3 separate regions of the Gossypium hirsutum genome follow, and all the other regions are linked to region 2. Evidence: chromatin contacts called from public Hi-C data. All regions are on one chromosome and are shown on one strand. Each heading gives the region's core, a stretch centred on a gene start, on an enhancer-like site or on the middle of the called end of the contact. The rest is flanking DNA. Distances are from core to core; before and after follow the strand shown. Region 1 holds the start of LOC107926170 (scarecrow-like protein 6). Region 2 holds the start of LOC107924092 (putative pre-16S rRNA nuclease). Region 3 holds the start of LOC107891590 (transcription factor UNE10).

Region 1 (4,084 bases), core at 769-3,268, 180 kb after region 2:
CGATAACTGCTTGACAAAACGAAGGACCAAGGGCAAGATTGAAGGGTAATTGGAAAATGAACCGATCGGGAGATTAACAGCAATCGCTTCGTTTTCGCCCAAGTGCAAAGGCAACGGCCAAGAACCCGAATTCAAGGCCTCAAGGCTCATGATTTCGATATCAAAATCCATGTTGATTTCACTAGCATAATGCTTAAGGTTTTCGATTGTGAAACCGAGTTCGATATCATCATGACTTGAAGGTGAAGCAAAGGCAGTAATTTTCATAGAAGGTGCACCACCATTTCTTAAAACAAGTTCTTGCATCAAAGAAGCCCATTGTCCACCATAACCAACATCGAAATCGATTATATGAAGCCTATTACACCCTTCGAAAACCTCGAGTAACGCTTGATTACAAGTAAAATTCGCGAACTGAACGATCGGAGATATCTCGGAGAACGATTTGTAAGCACCAATCTTGAATATCATGTTATAATTGGACATAACTGATGTATTGCTAGTGTTCAAAGGAAGTAATAATTGTAAGGCCTCCTTGAAGTAGAAAGCAGCTCTTATAAAGGGCTTACCTACAGGGGAGAGCTGGTGATTGAGCCGCGCCAATATCCCTTGCGCGAGTACCGGATCACCGGTTTCGATCAGCTCTGCGGCCTGAATTAATTGATCAATTATCGCCTGCTGAAGCTGCTGGTTCGCCAGATCATCCGTAACGATTTTCGGTTTCCCTGTAATTGGCCTTTGCTGAAGCATTTGGATCTGTTGTTGCTGTTGACGCCTTAGATAAAGCTCCGGTCCCGAACCCGAAAAAGGTCCACCGGAGTTGAATCGCTTCGGCGGCGGAGGCGATAAAAGGCTATGCTCTTGCAATTGAGCATACGAAAGAGGTAAGAACATGGTCGGGTTTTGTGTAAACCGAGCTTGATTCTGGTTTATTATCATCTGCGGATTGAAAATCTGTGGCTTTTCATCCATAACCTGAAGCTGTGATTGCTGTTGTGGAAATACACACGGCGAAGGAGGCGGCAAAAGACTCGGCGGATTTGATGTCACCGGAAAATCAGAGCAGCTTATAGGAGGGTCGACGTTGTTGATCAAGCTAACGCTACTAGTAATGGAATCGAAGCCGAAACCATGATCCACCACACCAAAACCAGCATTGAACTCCATATTTTCCGACCCACCGCCGCCGCCGCCACTTGGTGGTTGAAGAATCTTGTTTAACCCCATAGAAGGGTCATCAATATCACCCATAATTAACCTCAAAATGGACTGGTCTTGATTAGGAGAACCAGACAAAACACTCTCCCAATCTTCCATACCTAAACCACATTTTCCTACATCCAAGGACTGGCTTGTATTGGTGGTGGCAGAGACAACAGTGGTGGTGGCTGCCACACCGGTTGTATCCGTGGAGGCACCACCACCGCTGCCTCCACCGCCGAGAGAAGAAGACAGTGTTGAAGAAGGACTTGGGCTTCTTTTTCTTCCGGTCTTAATATTATTATCAATGGGCTCACTGCCCACATAGCAACAATCTCCTCCCTTGTTCTGCCACTTCCCTTCTTTTTCGTGTTGTTGATGCTGGTGTTGTAATAACAGTGATGAATCTGAACAAGATGATGTTGAAGAAGAAAAATCTAAAGCCCCCTTCCCTTGAAATTCCTCAAAGGATAGGGGCATGGCCTTCATCTAAAACAACCAAAAAATAAAAAACACCCAAAACCCAAAACTTCCCTATTGATAAACTTTCTAAAAAAGAAAAAAAAAAGTCCTACCATGAAAGACTTAGCTTCTTCTTCATCTTGTACCTCAAAGACTCCAATTTTTTTTTAGTACCACAAACACACCATTTTCTTTCTTTCTTTCTTTTTTTTTTTTTTGCTTGTTGTTTGAGACTTTGTTAAGTAGTAGTACTATGGGGTTTCCTTCTGTATTCTGCTATGGATGCGTGCAACATATAAAAGTGGTAAAGTGCCCTTCATCTTCTTTCTCTCTCTACTTTATTTTTTCTGTATTATTGTTTTTATTTTTTTATGTGGCTTTTGTCTGTAGACGTAGTTATCTCCCTGGTAGGGTTTTCTGTCGTTCATTTAAGCCCTACTCTCACATCCACCGCGCGTGTATACCAGATGTTTCCTTAATCACTCCATTTTATTAAGGAAAATATTATTAATGGTTATCGAAAAGGAAAAAAGGAAATTATTATTAATGTCCCCTCAATGAGGGCTTGGTTGTAAATCATATGCTACTTTTTTTTTTCCATTTATTTTCAATTTCACTTCCCTTTTAATTTCTTTTTTTCCCCCTAAGTTTCATTATTAATTTCTTTAATATAAATATTGATTAAAATATTAAGGTAGTGTTTAATACTTTTCCATGTCATGATTTTAACAGAATATGATGCCTTAAAATATAATTGATTGTTAGGAATCTGAATGTCGGGAAAGCTACTTTATAACAATTGGTATAACATTGAAAAATATTAATTAAAATCCCGAGAAAATTACAATATTACGTTTGGTTCATTGAATATTTTCTTAGGAATATAATGATAATTTATGAATTTATCATTATTAAATAATAAATAATATTCATTTATTTAATATTTACAATAACTTTATTCTTAACAAATATTTGGATTAAATATTTAATAATGAAAATTAATTGATAATTTTTAAATTATTTTTTAATTTATAATTTTAATTGAAAGTAAAATTATTTTAATTTTGTCTTATATATATTTTTTAAATAAAATAATGCACATATAAAATTATGAATATATAAAATTTAATTTGGAATAAATTTAAAAAAAAAACCTGAAATCATGTTTTGTTTTAGCTAAATGCTAGCCATAGAAAAATAAATTGATTTCAAGTTTTGCTCAAAAAAACTACAAATAATTAAATTATAGGAATATAAAATCATAAATGTTCTAACTCAAAATTCTTACACAGTTTAAATATAACAATTCTACCCATAATTTACAAAAAAAAAACAAACAAACAAGTATTTCATTCAAAAAAGTGCTAAATCAAATTTGTAACTAGGAAAAAAATTACTTGCAAAGATTTCGTTGAAGTAATAGAGAACATCATGTGGTAGGAAGGAGGCTATAGCTTCTTCTTTTTTCCGTTTATTTATAAATTAATACCCTAAACCAATATAAAATAGGATTAAATTTGTCTTAATTTTTTTAAATTTTAAATTTAAATATGTATGATGTAATTAACCTTTAATTATATAAAAAAATCTAATTGCATAAATAAAATTAAAAAAACATATATTTTATTTTTTTAAAACAATCAATCGAGCTTTCAATAATAAAAATATTGTAGAGGTCTTTGTACTAGTAGTTAGATTGTATTTTATATTTTTCATTCAAAAAATTAGTTTTTTATTAAAAATTTCATCTATTTTTACGATTAAAAATAAGTCCATATACATTAATATGAGATAGTCATGACACGCTATGTATCACTATATTATGAAATCATCAACAATATCAGTTTTGAACAATATAAATAGATGAAATTTTAACGAAAAATTATTTTATTCGTAATGATTAATTTATCTATTTTTTTAATAAAAAATCAAAATAAGTGTACAATATTTTTACAGCTTCCAACGTTGTGACACGCTTCTTATAGGCACGTCGAGATTTTTTCTTTTCTGTTTTTTTATCGTTTTATTATAAATATTTTATTTTACATAGACCAAAGGTGAATTGGCTTAGAAGTTATGTTTGGTTATTTAATCAAATTCCCTGAAATACCCTTGTCTTGTCCTAAGAAATTGGGTCTACATTTACTTGGGCGATGACAGGGATCGCGGGAAGGACAATTTAGGAATTTTGGTTGAACATATCCTGTTTTTGGCTTCGTTTTTCGAAATTGAATCTGACGAAACGAGATGATAAGAGAGTGGCTTTTTAAGGAGTTTTTTTGAAAATATCGAGAAAGTTTTTAACGGTTGAGATATTTTGCTTTAATTTTATTTAGGTTAAACTACATTCAAAGTTATAAACTATTAGTAGGTTTACGTTTTGGTCATTCAACTTTAAAAAATTATAAAATGATCATTAAAT
Region 2 (4,526 bases), core at 1,566-4,065:
CAAATTTTTATAATTTTAAGGGGGTAAAAGTGTAATTTTACTTTTATTAATTTAAAATTTTAAAAAATTAAGGGCCTAAATAGCAATTTTATATTTTAGAGGGGTCGGGCACTTGCCAGCCCCCCTAGATTTGCCTCTAATTATATATATATTTTAAAATTTTCAAGTAATAATATGACACAATCTCAAAATATCATATCATCACACATTAACGGAGTCTAAGTTCATGTATCAAATTATAAAATTTATCAAATTTCGAGACTAGTGTGAACAAAAAGAATTGGAGACCAAATTAAAGAAAACACCAAATTCTAGGACTAAATCTTGTTTCTTAATATTCTTAGGCATTGCTAATTTGCTAGATCACGCCTACTCATTACGCAATGGACTTGACAAGTTAAGCTTTCCAATTTGGTGATCCAATTAAACCAAGGGCCTTAATTTAGGGTGCATTTTTTCTTGGATCTCTCAATTAGCTAAGAACTTGATTAAGATAAAGAATATAATGGACCAACTTTCATTAAGATAAGTTGCTTATTATCTACCATTTAGGTAGTTTTTTTGGTGAAATGAAATTTTATGTGATTCATTCATACAAGTTAGTGCTGAGGAGCATACTATGAATATTATATTCCAAAGCATGATTGATTTTAAAGATATTCATATATGGTTGATGGAATATTAGCTTGATTGACATGTATATTGTTGTTAATACAGGAAGACATGAGTTCAAGTGTGTTGAAGCGCATTATCCTCCTATTTATGGGTTGGGAGGGACTATGGGTAGTTCTAGGCATTATATTAAAAATAGCAGATATAATCAGAACATGTAATAATATTATTCAAATAAAGAAGAAGCCATATGTGCCTTGTCAAAATAAGATTATTTTTTTTTGTGTGTGTGCGTGCGTTGTCAATTGAAATTTCTCATACATAAGAAAACTTTAAGTTTGATACAAATGAACAAAAACTAGAGCTTTAAAATAAGACAAAACTTCTAACAAAAATATTCACTTAGTAGTCATGTGATTAAAAAATGAAGTTGTAAAAATCTAAATTTAGCAAAATAATTTTAATTGTGTTAATAGTTGGATTTGAATATCAGAAAGTAGATAGACTAAATTCCTAAAAAAAAAGTACAAAGACTAAATTCTAAATTTGTGAAGAGTACAAAAACTTATAGCATATTTTAACCTTATATCTCAATCAAAAGGAGAATTTATAAAATTTCGATCTAAACATATTTTAATAGATCATGTTTTAACACATATAAAGCCTTTTAATTTTACAAGTAGAATTCTAGTAATTAATAGTACTTAGTTGCTTACTTTCGAAATTCACAGTTTAAATTACTTCAATTTTTTTTGAAAGGGATCAACTTGCTTAATATCAAAATTGAGAGGGACTTGAAAGGTGTTTTTATCATTCTTCCCTCTACAAGGCTTAGTAGGAGGGCAACGTCCACGCCAAAAGCCCAAGTGGTATTTCAAAATAACCCGGTTAAAGAGACGGCCGACTCGACGTCAATGGAGCCCATTGGTTCTAATGTGGAAAGCAAGGAAGCCCACCTTAACTGGGTGAATTTGCATGAATTTAACATAATTTTGGGTGAACATACCTGAGAGGTCCCTATATTATAGGTATCTAATCAAATTAATCCTTATGCTATTAAATGGATCAATTTAGTCCCTCTACTATTAAAAGGAATCAAACAAGGCTAAATTGGAATATAGTTAACGTTTATTGCATAAAAAACGTCATTTAATATTTCACAAAGTTAATATTTTTAAAATTTTTATGGTTCTATAAATGAAATTTTGTGTTTGGAATTGAACTGCAATTGAAAAAAATAATTTTCAAGGTATTTTTTATGTAGTAAATTTAAACTCATTTACAATTTGGACTTATTTAATCCTTTTTGATAGTACATAAACTAAATTGATCCATTTAATAATAAAAGAATTAATTTGATTCAGTCCCCTAATACAAAAACCTCTCATATCCTTTAACTCATAATTTTGTCATATATTTTAAAAATGACACAAAAAATTTTTAGTTTTTCATTTGTATTTCAAATTTAAACAAAATGTTTCATTTTTAAAACCATAAAAAAATTTAAAAAATTTAAACAATAAATGATTTTTTTAAATTATAAATGTTAATTATGTTAAAATTCGATCATGGTTTATTATTTTTAATAATATATGGACTAAATTAATCTATTTAATAATATATGAGCTAATTTGATTTTATTCTTATAATAAAAGACCTACCCGGTACTTTTATCTTTAATTTTACTATAACATTAGTTAGTTCAAGTAGTTAGCATTTCTACTAACTAATGATATTATGTATAGGAACCAAATTATGTCAAATTATTGGGTAAAAATGCTAGAGAGGCCCCTATATTGTGTGTCAAATTGCATTTTGCCTCCTTTACTAAAAAATGGGCAAATTAATCATTGTACATTAGATCAAAGAGTAATTTGGTCATTTCTAGTTAAAAATTGATTCAATACTACTATTAAAAAGTAAAAATTGGCATGATTAAAAAAATAACAAAATAATAACACCGTGACGTGTCACATGTACCTCATGTTGATGTACATGAATAAATTTTTAACAATCGGAATTGATGAAATTTTTAAAAGAATAACCAATTTACTCTTTGATCTAACTTAGAGGGACTACTTTATTCAATTTTTAGCAGAAGGGACAAAATGTAATTCGACTCTAGTGCAACAACTAAAGTATAAATAGTAAATCTTAAATTTACTCGTTATAGAGGGATCATGTTTTAAAATCCCCCAACAATTTTCTGCTTGGATAGGGAAGCTAGGGGGCTTAGTGTATGACACTCAATCTCCAATGTCTTCACCGCGATTGCAATCACATCCATTTTTCAATCCATCTAAAACCAACCCTAACCTAATCTTCTCAAAATCCCCATTTTTTCTTCCTTATTTCTCAACCCTAATCCGTAATTATAATCCGAAACCCAATGCCTTGTCGTCGTCTCTCCAAGAATTCCCCCCAAATGCCCTTCGCCGTAAAACCAATCCACAATGTACAGTAGGGTTCAGCCTAGGCGTGGATTTGGGTTCATCACGTACCGGTCTTGCCCTTAGCAAAGGTTTCTCCGTTCGTCCACTCACGGTACTAATAACATCATTCAATTTGGTTTTCAGTTTACTACCTGTTCGATGTTTTCCCTGTTTCTGTATCTTTATAGGTTTTGAAATTGAGAGGACAAAAACTTGAGCTACAACTGCTTGACATGGCTGAAAGAGAGGTTAAAAAATTTACTTTCTCTCTTTTAATTCGAAGCTTTTTAAATGCAAATTTTCGGTGTAATGGTAGAGTTATATATATTGTAGGAGGTTGATGAATTTATAATTGGAATCCCTAAATCTTGGGATGGAAAGGAGACCCCTCAATCGAACAAAGTTCGTAGTATTGCCGGACGGCTAGCGGTTCGAGCTGCCGAGAGGTAATGTTTTTTTATGTTTCTCGCTTGAAGTCCAAACTGTTTGCGTATTTGCTTCAACCATTTGGGTTGGTCTTAATTTGCATAAAAAATCACTTTTTTTTTTGTGTGTGTGTCTCAATTGCTTTACTCAAACTCAGGGGTTGGAGAGTGTATCTACAAGATGAACATGGGACATCATCAGAAGCTGCTTACAGGATGATTAACTTGTACAAATAAGTTTCCCCAATTTGATATTTCCTGTCCAAGTCACGACTCTGACGGCTGTGTCTCCAAAATTGTCCCTTTTGGATACACATAGATCCTTTGCATGCCAAAGAATGCACTCCACTATACTAATTGAGTGTTGGTCATATTGCAGAGTGCACTCATTTGTGTGTAAGGCCACGCGCATCTGTTTGTGCCTCACAAGGTGGACTAGTGTGCTAGGTCGGGTCCTTATATTGAAGATTTGTGATTATGAGAAGAGGACAATTGCAGATTGTGCCTCATGACCCGGCCTAGCATGTCGAAATTGTCCTTTTTGGATATACATAGATCCTTTGCATGCAAAAGAATGCACTATACTAATTGATTGACTGTTGTATTGCTCATTTGTGTGTAAGGCCGCGAGTTCAAATCTGTGAAGACGCACCTGTTGGTGCCTTGCAACATGGCCTAGCATGTTAGGTTTGTTGATGCCTACGACTTGTTATGAAAAGAGGACAATTGCAAAGGCATAACGTTCTGGGTCATGATATTTCTGTATCTTTGAAATTTTTTCTTCTTGATGTCTGAACTGGAGCATAATTCTTTCACTTGTCTTTCAGGGGTCTCAACAAGTCTGCACGCCAAAAAACCTCCGATGCATATGCTGCTGTGGTCTGTAGCATTTTTCTCTTTTTTATGATTGAAAAACGATAATAGTATACTTCTTCAATGGTGATTCATGGTTGTAGTGAACTTTTGGTTTAATTTGTAAAGAAGACCATGGATTTCAATTTTGATGTCGTTCATTTTCTTCTTATACCTCTTATTATTATTATTATTATTTATTTTT
Region 3 (3,966 bases), core at 778-3,277, 230 kb before region 2:
TGAAGGTGATTTGTTCTTCTTTTTCATTCTTTCATGTATATCTCACAAAAATAGCAATACATAAAGGAGACTCACCATTTTCTTCGTCCTCAGCCACCATCGGAGTTTTCTTCTGTCGTGGAAACCCCAAAAACTCTTTGGAGTTTTGTTCGGGTTTCAAGGCACGCATACAAGGGTTTACGAGGGGAGTGGTCGATTGTTTTTTTCATTTTTAGGGTTTTCATCCCTAAATATAAGTTTAGGGTTAAAAAGGGAATTAAAAAAGGGTTGGAAAGGGGCCAGTTTTATATCTCCGGTAGCCGTATGAGGCAGTCGCTGACAACGGATGGACGGTGGTCCGATCACCAAAAATCGGGGACCCCAGAGAGAAATCAAAGCGCCCCACTCAGTTTTTTTTAAAACCCGAATAGAATGAAAAATTTTAAATTTTTTTTGACTTTTATACGTTTAAAGCCTATTTCAGTGTCCTCAAAATGGCGCCGTTTCACCTTGACCCGCGTGACTCGACCCGAAAATCGTCTAGGATCCGCGTGTTTTTGGACTAGGGGTCTATTTGCGCCCCTAGTCCTTCCGCATTTGAGGCTAGTTTCAATTTGATCCTATTACGTTGTTTTATCTTTTTAATTGTACCCTAGAATTCTATTTCTATTCCATTTCAGTCCCCATGTGAACTACGCCGTTTCGGGAATAGGAATAATTTCCCATTTAGTCCTCCACCTTCGCGCTTGTTTCATTATTGCTCATTTTTTCTGCCCTTTTCTTTTATTTATTTATTATTTATCCCTACAACTTCATTTTAATTTTGATTTAATCCTTTCTTTGTTAATTTTGTTATTTATTTATTAAATTGATTAACTTAATATTATTATTACTATTTTTGTTGTTTTTCACATTTAACTATTTTTTTATTATCGTGTTATTAAATTAATTATTTTTTCAATATTATTGCTATTATTTTTTATATATATACCTATTTATCTAATATATATATATGTATGTATCTTAGTTTATCATTTATCTATGTATATCTTTTGACCCAATTTTAAAATTATTTTATTTTATAAATTTGGCCCTTTATTTTTATTATTTCACATTCTTCAATATCTTTTTATGCATTTATTCATTTATTCACTCGTCCTATTTTGTTTTAAGAATTGGTTTCTTCTCGATTGAGGCTCATTTTGTTGTTATTGTTATTATTTATTTTATTATGCATTTATTTTTCTTTAATTGTTAATCTTGGTTTAAATTGATATATGTTACGCGATTATTGTCATAGTATCTTATGAATCGTTTATTAGTACACTCATACTGTTGTCATTCGTTAGCATAATATTTGATTTGCATACCATTTTTAAATATTATATCAATTTTCACCTTAAATTCATAAAAAAAATTCTTTAATAAATGCAATATTTCGTATTTGGAAATTCGAGAGATTGTGCCCTAAAGTACTGGGTTTCGATTTTTCTCATTTGACCCAAATGACCGAATATCTGTTTAAAATTAAAATGTATGAGTTTTGATTATCAAAGGATAAGCTTATTCTCGAGGGTTTAAAATGTCGTGTCCTAACGTACTTGATGTGACATTTTGTTACTTCGGGACAAGAAGGTCTTTAACATCTGCTTCAGTTTATCCAAACATTTTTTTGTAAAATTAACACTAATAAAAGGGAGGATCGTATTTTTAAATTCTTTTCGGGTTTTCAACTTTCGACATTAAGACATTAATTAACCAATTAGGTACCAATTTTAGCCGTTACGAGGGTGCTAATCCTTCCTCGTACGTAATAAACTCCGGAACCCATTTTTTTGAATTTCGTAGACCAAAATCGCTATTTTAGTAAAACAAAACAATTTATTAAAACAACTACTTTTTGAGGTGATCCGATCACATCTTATTAAAAAAGAGTGGCGACAACTCCCCTATTCGTTTTCATTTTCAAAATCAAAGTTGACGAACTTTTTTAAAAAAAAAATCGACACTTATTATTTTCAACATTTCCTAATTTCCCATTTTAACTATTTTACCATATATGGACCAGAATCCTTTCTCTTTCTCTCTCATCAATTCATTTTGATTCTTATCTCCACAATCATAAAGACTATGGGGGGTGGGGGTACACCATTTATTTCTCAGTACCCACTATATTATATGAATCCATTCTCAAATCCCATTAAGACTTGAAAATTTTTCAAGCAAAACGGATTTTGTTAGAAAATGAGTCAGTGTGTTCCGAGTTGGGAACTGGATGACAACAATCCACTCACCACTCGCCATCACTCGTTCCGCTTCAACTCAAATTCCACTGCCCCTGATGTTCCCATGTACACAAAAGAGAAAAACCCTTCGTTTTTATTTACATAACGTGCAAGTTAATTTATGGTTTTGATTGACGGTGGTGCATGATTTTGTTTTTGCAGGTTAGATTATGAAGTTGCTGAATTAACATGGGAAAATGGGCAACTAGCCATGCACAGCTTAGGTCCGCCACGTGCGGTGGCTAAACAACTAAACGCCACCACTTGGGATAAACCAAGAGCCGGTGGCGGTGGCACTTTAGAGTCTATAGTGAACCAGGCTACTTGTTTTCCATATGGTAGTAAGGATTCTGTAGGTGTTGGTGGGGATGAATTGGTATGGTTGGACCGCCACCGTGTTTCGGCGGCGGCGGTGTCTTCATCAGCCACTATGACTATGGATGCTTTAGTTCCTTGTTCAGAAGACAAGACCACCACCGTACACGTGTTGGAATCTATGCCGGATCTTGGTGGTGGTGGAACTTGTATGATGGGATGTTCCACTAGGGTAGGATCCTGTAGTGGGACGGTTAATACACAAGACGATGTCACAAGGAAACGCGCAAAGGCGGCGCGTGTACAAGTAGCACCACCGGAATGGGAACAAAGCGCAAGTGCCAGTGCCACGTTCGGAAGAGACAGTCACCGGAACGTGACCATCGATACGTACGACAAAGATTTTGGTGTTGGTTTCACTTCTATTTCACATGGTTCCATTGAAAACACGAAGACTGCAACAGATAATGATCATGATTCAGCTTCTCACAGTAAACCTCAGGCAAAGTCCTATTCGATTATTTATTACAATTATTTTCTTGTCTTACAAAAACACATTATCGGGACATGTCTGTTGTCTCATAGAACTCCATAATCAATCAATATTATTATTTATTATTGCATGTGCATGTGCATGTAATTTGATTTTATTTTTATTTTTAAATTTTGGGTGTTAAAGGAGGAGACAGGTGAGGAAGACAAAAAAGAAACTATGAAATCTTCCATTTCAACAAAAAGGAGCAGAGCTGCAGCTATCCATAACCAATCTGAACGTGTAAGTCTATTCCCACTAAATTAATTCGCATCAAAATTTTATTTAATTATTCTATTCATGACATTTTTAACACTCTTTAAATTTATAATATATAAAAATTTATTTATTTATTTTTTGAGTTAAAAAAATAGTCAGAGTCAACGATTGGATTCGATATTTAGGCTAGTTGCCAAACTGTGAGTGCTCGGTAAAAAAAAGCATATATAAAAAAGTAACTTCACTTTTTCTAAATATGCTCAATAAATATTATTTTTTTAATTTTCTCTATAATGAATATTTATCTTTTTTTTTTTGGATTTTCTCAGAAAAGAAGAGATAAGATAAATCAAAGGATGAAAACATTACAGAAACTGGTACCTAATTCAAGCAAGGTATGTTTTATTTTATTTTTCAATAGATTTAAGTTTTTTAATATAAATTTAAATAAAAAATATTAAACATTTTAGGAAATAGACAAGTTGAATTGATAAATAAAAATCCATGCAGTTCAATTAAAAACCCTGCAAACACTGGCTATGGTCAAAAGAAGCGTGAGTACAGTACTGCACATGATAATATATATATATATTCTACTTACAAAATACAGACTTTATCCTATAAGTGTTTTCTTTT

The links. A called contact is a pair of places that touch in the nucleus more often than the background predicts.
Region 1: a contact with region 2 is called in a Hi-C map of leaf, with 1.5 times the contacts expected there. The contact joins the promoter of LOC107926170 here to the promoter of LOC107924092 in region 2. A contact is called at or near these places in 3 of 34 Hi-C or Micro-C datasets (callus and leaf).
Region 3: a Hi-C map of leaf shows a contact between it and region 2, with 1.8 times the contacts expected there. The contact joins the promoter of LOC107891590 here to the promoter of LOC107924092 in region 2. A contact is called at or near these places in 4 of 34 Hi-C or Micro-C datasets (hypocotyl and leaf).

What each region holds. Positions count from the first base shown.
Region 1 is chrA12:76,538,799-76,542,882 of Gossypium_hirsutum_v2.1, reverse strand. LOC107926170 (scarecrow-like protein 6) reads right to left here and starts at 2,018. Exons shown (of 1, transcript XM_016856971.2): 1 at 1-2,018. The coding sequence starts at 1,689.
Region 2 is chrA12:76,715,893-76,720,418 of Gossypium_hirsutum_v2.1, reverse strand. LOC107924092 (putative pre-16S rRNA nuclease) reads left to right here and starts at 2,815. Exons shown (of 7, transcript XM_016854390.2): 1 at 2,815-3,156; 2 at 3,233-3,292; 3 at 3,378-3,490; 4 at 3,628-3,696; 5 at 4,297-4,348. The coding sequence starts at 2,869.
Region 3 is chrA12:76,947,413-76,951,378 of Gossypium_hirsutum_v2.1, reverse strand. It overlaps LOC107891590 (transcription factor UNE10), which reads left to right and starts at 2,027. Exons shown (of 5, transcript XM_016816439.2): 1 at 2,027-2,330; 2 at 2,427-3,081; 3 at 3,259-3,354; 4 at 3,660-3,725. The coding sequence starts at 2,224.